Regions from separate parts of the Danio rerio genome. Here region 2 is linked to region 1. The links are chromatin contacts, called in public Hi-C maps. All regions are on one chromosome and are shown on one strand. Each heading gives the region's core, a stretch centred on a gene start, on an enhancer-like site or on the middle of the called end of the contact. The rest is flanking DNA. Distances are from core to core; before and after follow the strand shown. Region 1 holds the start of dvl3b (dishevelled segment polarity protein 3b). Region 2 holds the start of blvrb (biliverdin reductase B).

Evidence for each region. Hi-C and Micro-C count contacts between places; a contact is called where the count stands out from the background.
Region 2: a contact with region 1 is called in a Hi-C map of embryo, with 2.3 times the contacts expected there. The contact joins the promoter of blvrb here to the promoter of dvl3b in region 1. A contact is called at or near these places in 1 of 18 Hi-C or Micro-C datasets (embryo) and 1 of 4 datasets of contacts at active chromatin or transcription factors (embryo).

What each region holds. Positions count from the first base shown.
Region 1 is chr18:48,887,151-48,890,704 of GRCz12tu, forward strand. dvl3b (dishevelled segment polarity protein 3b) reads left to right here and starts at 1,421. Exons shown (of 15, transcript XM_068214968.2): 1 at 1,421-1,893. The coding sequence starts at 1,733. rnpepl1 (arginyl aminopeptidase like 1) reads left to right here. Exons shown (of 11, transcript NM_001348188.1): 11 at 1-131.
Region 2 is chr18:49,151,079-49,154,479 of GRCz12tu, forward strand. blvrb (biliverdin reductase B) reads left to right here and starts at 1,982. Exons shown (of 5, transcript NM_001002686.2): 1 at 1,982-2,203. The coding sequence starts at 2,119.

The DNA of each region.
Region 1 (3,554 bases), core at 171-2,670:
CTTCAGTCTTCGTTATCTTTACAACCACAATTTGATTTTGAAGTGCAAGCTTCTGTTGTTTAATAAAATATAAGTTCACGCCAATTGTGAATGGGCGGTGCTATTTGGCGACAGAAGCATTTGGGATTTCCAGGAATTGCCTGAAAAAAAAAAAAAAAAATATATATATATATATATATATAGATAGATAGATAGATAGATAGATAGATAGATAGATAGACAGATGTGAGTGTGTGTGTGTGTGTATATATATATCAGCAGCAGCCAGCATGTGGCGGAGACCAAGATCCTTGATTTATATATATATATATATATATATATACACCTGCCAGATCACAAACTCACATCTGTAAACATTTAAAAACATTTAAAATTCATTTACCAATCAATTCAGATATGACATTAAGCCAAAACGAGCCAAGTTTATCTGAGTATATATTCATTCATTCATTTTCTTGTCGGCTTAGTCCCTTTATTAATCCGGGGTCGCCACAGCGGAATGAACCGCCAACTTATCCAGCACGTTTTTACGCAGCGGATGCCCATCCAGCCGCAACCCATCTCTGGAAAACATTCACACACACTCGTACACTACGGACAATCTAGCTTACTCATATCACCTGTACCGCATGTCTTTAGTTTGGAATGTGGAGGAAACCGGAGCAACCGGAGGAAACCCACGCAAATGCAGGGAGAACATGCAAACTCCACACAGAAACGCCGAGGCTCGAACCAGCGACCCAGGTTAAAGGCAGTTCCCGGTACTGGTGAGGTGTACCTAATAAAGTGGCCGGTGAGTGTATATAATCACTTACAATACACACATTGATATATAATAATATAATATCGTAATTACATATTATTTCCTGTTTTTATTATTTTAGAGGTGAAATATAACCGAGACCACGAGATTCAGCCCACTGAGCGCATGCATGTCAAACTGGTTAAAAAGTAATTTGGATAAAAATTAGCTCGTGCACCTCCAGAGGTCACCAGAGTTGAGCCGCTGTACAGTAACAGTTTCATCCTCTAGAGGGCGTCATCTGCGCACCAATCATAAATCAACAGCCTTTGACAGACCTCCTCAGGTAAATTCCAGAAACGACACCCAGGTGCAGACCTGTCAGATCACAAGCTCACATCTGTAAACATTCAAAGACATTAAAACTAATTTACCAATCAATTCAGACATGACATTAGGCCAAAACGAGCCAAGTTTATCTGAGTCGTGATTAATATGCAAGCATGGCTTCATTTAAGGTCTCCTTGCGTAACTGAGAAGCGCATTTCTCCCCTCTAGACGTCAAACAACGAAATGAATCCCATCCAAAGAGCAGTATAATATGCCATAATAATAACTCGTCCTGTAGAGGGAGCGCAGTGGTGAATCGATAGGAGGGGCGATCTCACATCGGCCGGCAGTTGTTTCCAAAGGACACAGAAGAGAGGAGAAAGCAACAGTATTCACAGGGAGGGCAGACAACACCGACCTGTGCGATTATTACGCTTCATTTTTTTGGAAGAAAAACGCAGAGGATTATCTGTAATACTTGTTTACTATCAGACACGTACTTACGACAGCAAGGATACTGTGTTTTGGGGTGTTATTGTCGCTGTCTGAAGGGAGAGCGCAGAGCTTGAGTGGCGTTCTCCGGCGTTCAGCGGTGGAAGTGGGAAGCGCACGCCGCTGTTGAGCTGATGCGCGCGGCCTGTCCCTCAGCAGCGGCCCGCCATGGCGGAGACCAAGATCATCTATCACCTCGACGAGCAGGAGACTCCCTACCTCATCAAACTGCCCATTCCCGCTGAAAACGTCACTCTAGCCGACTTCAAAAATGTCCTTAATAAACCCAACTACAAATTCTTCTTCAAATCCATGGACGATGATTTCGGGTAAGGCACGTTAAAAGACAATAAACCCCTTTGTATCTGTATCGTCCGTTGTTCCTGTCAGTTGAGTGTCGTCCCTCAGTCTGAACACTTTTAACGGCTCTGTTTTGGTTTTATAGCGTTTTACATGGAAACCCGTCGGTTTCTCTCACACAACATCAGCTTTAATGTGTGTATTGTTACCAGGTCATTGTAAAAGCTAGCCTGACAAACGTGACCCTTGATCACAAAGCCAGTCATAACTGTCAGTCAGTTTATCGGACATTGAGATTTATGAGTCTTATGAAAATTTAATAAATAAAGATGTCCATTGACTTATTATGATAGGACAATGTGTGGCTGAGATACAACTATTTGGAATCTGAGGGTAAAAATAATACATTTTCCAGATTAAAGGGCTGGCATTACATGTTTATAATTAAAAATAGTCACGATTTTATATTTTCCCGTATGATATTTGCGATATTGCTTTGTGGAAGATGATTTTTACTTTCTATATAAGTGTATTCAATTCAATTTAAGTGTTTTTTACAATAGTCACTGTTTCAAAGTAACTTAAGGTGCACATTATTGCAATACAATCCAATTAAGTTAAAGTTACAAGTCAATGCTCAACAATAAGGACTGCTCGATGGCCCGGGGCCAGCGTGTGAGATGCTCGGGACAGTAGACAGGATTGTTACTTGCCCGATCGGGCCACTGCTGCCTTGTCACTAAAGTTTAATTTGCCTGTGACTATTTGTCAATACAAATACAGTCTTTGAATTGAGAAACAGTTTGTGTTTTCAAGCCTTCAAATAATACCTTCTTGGTTCTTCTTATCTGATTGGATGTTGTGAGCATGTTATTAGTACAGGAAGAGACAGCAACATGGCGGTAACATCAAATGATGATGCTAAAGGAAAACATTTGTGCCTAAGGTCTTGAAAGCAGACAAATACGAGGGTACATAACGACTAAAAAAACAAGTGAGTAAAAATAAGTAAAATTTGCCATCAGTTTGGCAGGTCCTTAGCCATCTTTTGTTTCAAAACACTTTCAATTTTGCTCAATAGAAATTTATTAAAAATTTTTAAATATTTAAATTCTGGATTTACAAACATTTTGACACTTTTTTTTTTTTTTTGGTGGAGCCAAAAATGGCATGGCAAGTAAAAATCTGAACCACTGGTCCGATTGGGCCAGTAGAAAAAATCCTTAGCATTGAATCCTGCAAGTTTATTCTCATTCATTTTCTTGTCAGCTTAATCCCTTTATTTATCGGGGGTCACCACAGCGGAATGAACCACCAACTTATCCAGCAAGTTTTTACACAGCGGATGCCCTTCCAGCTGCAACCCACACACACTCATACAATACGGACAATTTAGTCTACCCAATTCACCTGTACTGCATGTCTTAGGAATGTGTGGGAAACCGGAGCACCCAGAGGAAACCCATGGGAACGCAGGGAGAACATGCAAACTCCACACAGAAACGCCAACTCAGCCGAGACTCGAACCAGCGACCTTCTTTCTGTGAGGTGACAGCTCTACCTACTGCGCCACTGCTTCGCCCAGCTGCGAATATTTCAACAAAAAATATTTCAAACACATTTTCATGCATATATATTCAATGTAGTCCGAGTCATTTGAATTTGCGTATCTAGCGATACCGAAACCTGA
Region 2 (3,401 bases), core at 732-3,231, 260 kb after region 1:
ATTACCAGCCTACGTCATACATGACGTCACACAGGTTAAAACGTGCATACCTGTTGCAAAAAAAGACCAGTTGCAATAGCAAACATGTCGTTTTGTGCGGTAGGATGCCAAAATCGAAAGTCCAAAAATTGAAAACTTAAATTTTACCGTACACCACACTGCTTTTAATGCCAACCGTAGACGTCTTTGGCTAACAGCCATCAGAAGAGCTGAATGGAGTGAAGACCTAATTAAAAATGCTCTGCAGTTCTCAGTTCTTATTAGGTAAGTTCTTGCTGTGCTGAATTATACACATTGCTCGTTTTTGATTGCAGCAATGATTTCAGCAAAAACAGTTACATTTGGTTAATTAAACTGCGCACACTGAATGCTCTGAACGAAATGTAAAAATGTAAGTTCACATACGCCGCCATACCACCAGTTCGCTGTCAGAATGGAGTAGTTTTGCTTGTTGATGATTACCCAGGCCTTGTACAGCTCCGTCTTCTTTCCTTGTCTTTGGTTAGGCAGAACCTCGGTTTTTAGCACTACATAGTTTTGAATCTGGTAATCATGGAACATTATTTCTTGCACATCACCACACAGAACAATAATATAGGCATCCAAAAACTTGTAGGCTTTTAACTTCTCTCTTGTCAAAACACCTGTAGTTTCAATGAGTTTCAATGAGATAGTTGTATATTTGGGGCTGGATGCTTGGCCATTTCATATCCAGTATCCATTGGGAGGGTGCTAACGCAATTGGACCTGTCAGACGAACGCCGCTCACTTTAATGTTAATTTTGCCAAATCACTGTGCTTATATCACTGAGTGACAAGCTGTTATAACACACTGAAAGCATTATGTCAATAATATATATAATATGTAATCAATATAACTTAATTCTAATGCAACAACAAACTCTGTACCACAGCGGATGTCATTCCTTTGCTGTAAATGCTAGTGCTCCCGGGTTTTTTTCTGCAACCTCGCTGCGTGCGTATCCTGAATGTTTTTAAACTGGTAATTTGTCTGTAGTAAACAACAGAGTTTTTGAGCCATATACTGTTGTAAAGTGTATTATACTATATCTATAGTCATTCATTCATTCATTTTCCTTCGGATTAGTCCCTTTATTCATCAGGGGTCTCCACAGTGGAATGAAATGCCAACTAATCCAGCATGTTTTACACAGCGGATGCCCTTCCAGCCACAACCCAGTCCTGGGAAACATCCATACACACTCATTCACACACACACACACACACACACACACACACTCACACTATGGCCAATTTAGCTTATTCAATGCATATATGTATATAGGATATGATTGAATGATAGTTATAACAATAAAATAATTTTAAAAATGTAAAGGAGATCAGTCCATACTACAACTATAATGATAACATGATAATTCGTTTCTCCAGCTGATGAACATTAGTACAAACACTGCCAAACAATCAGAATCAATCCTGCTTTAATACGTTTGGGGGGGTGGGGGGAGTGGGGGGGGGGAATGGAGCAGCAATTATTATTGTATTATAGTTATTTGTTATTGCTCCTGGGTGTCACTCACTGCAGTAAGACCTGGATTTAGCCTTAACTACACCAGTTTTAAAACTTACTGTTACATGCAATGCACTTTATTTTGTTTTTCACCTACGTTTTTATTGGAGTAAACAGTATATTTAAAGCACAAAGTTTCCAGTACATTGGCACATTATGCATTTGTACATTTTATCCATTCTAGCAAGCAATTTATGAGTCGTTTTACCTTTAAAATAATTTTAGGAGGAGCTCTGCAGTTATAGGCGTGTTACGTTCTGCACAGACAAGCTCCGCCCTTGATCTGTTCGTTCTGGGCTATGATTGGTCAGAGCTGGTTATCCGCAATCAGTGATTGGACAGTTGAGAAGTCAATCATGTAGTTGTAGAAACAACAGCAAACAGAGAAAATAAATTAGCATGCGACAAAAACGCCCACTTTAGTTTTCCTGAAAGAGGCGTTTCTTAAATGACAGCACTGACATAACGAACAAGATCAGCTGGATACATAACTTGAGCCTAAGCGTTGGGTCTTGTTGCAAATCTCCGTTTCAACGTAGAACTGACCGAGAGCTTTTCTAGTGGTCGATATGTCCGATGCTGTAAGAAATGTGGCGATATTTGGCTGCACGGGAATGACGGGGTTAGCGACCTTACCTATCGCAGTGGCCTCAGGTAAACTCTTACACAATGTCTTAGGGGAATGAGATGTTTTTTAACGTGTTCTTACTGCAACTTCATGCACTGTTTCGCTTTGATAGACGAGAATTGAATGTTTTAAATTCATTGAAATCGGTTTTGTATTTGCACATTCGTTCATTGACAACACACATATTCCTATATTGTTTATCAAACTAACGTTACTTAAATATTCGGAATGAAATCGCATGTAAATATGACTTACAGATAACATTGGCACTATTTAGTTGACTGTAAACAATGTTGTAACGTTACTTTGAAAGTCATTGGCTTCAATATGATTTTTGACTGCTTGTAGCTTAGTCTAATAATACTAAAGTAACTTACAGTATATATATATATATATATATATATATATATATATATATATATATATATATAATAGACGATGCTAATATGATTTGCCTGTTTAGAATGAGCAAATACTTTTCTGAAATAAGGTTATATTATTAAGGAGAAAAACCGAATGTGAATCAAGTTTAATGTGTAAATTACCTCAATTAAAAAAAATAATTAATCCAGATTTAACATAGTCTTAATCAATTTCTCAATAATACTAAAGAATCTTACAGTATAAACTGGCGTGTTTTGAACTATAGTGAAGTGTTTCATGGTTCTCAAACTGTGGTACGTGTACCACTAGTGGTACGGAGGAATCAAAAATGTCATACTGTATGTACATACATATATTTAAAAATGATTATGTATGATGAAATGTAGCCTATATTTCCAGGTGTTGATACTTTACATTTAAGTACAGGAGTTTTTTTTAAACTTTAAGAACAGTAACCTGTCATTATTAACTTTTAAAAGCACATTTTAATTTTAATGTTGACATTTTTTTTTTACGTATAAGCACAGTACAGGGTTAATGTTCAAACAATTTGTAATGTTTAAAGTGGCTGACAATAATACTCTCGATAATAAATATTAATTGCCTCATTTTTAAACTGTACAGAACTGTAGCTGTTACACTGGGCCCACTATGCTACAGTATTTCAATACTGCTTATTATGGTGGAACTTGGAGAAAATCTTTAAGGAACCACTGCTGTATAGTATCTACAAGCCTTTGGTAATGAATGTTGCATACAGTACTACTGTAGTATATTGAGATAAAGTTTTATATTCACACATTCAGACTTTTTCTTAATAACATAATTTCACAAAAATAT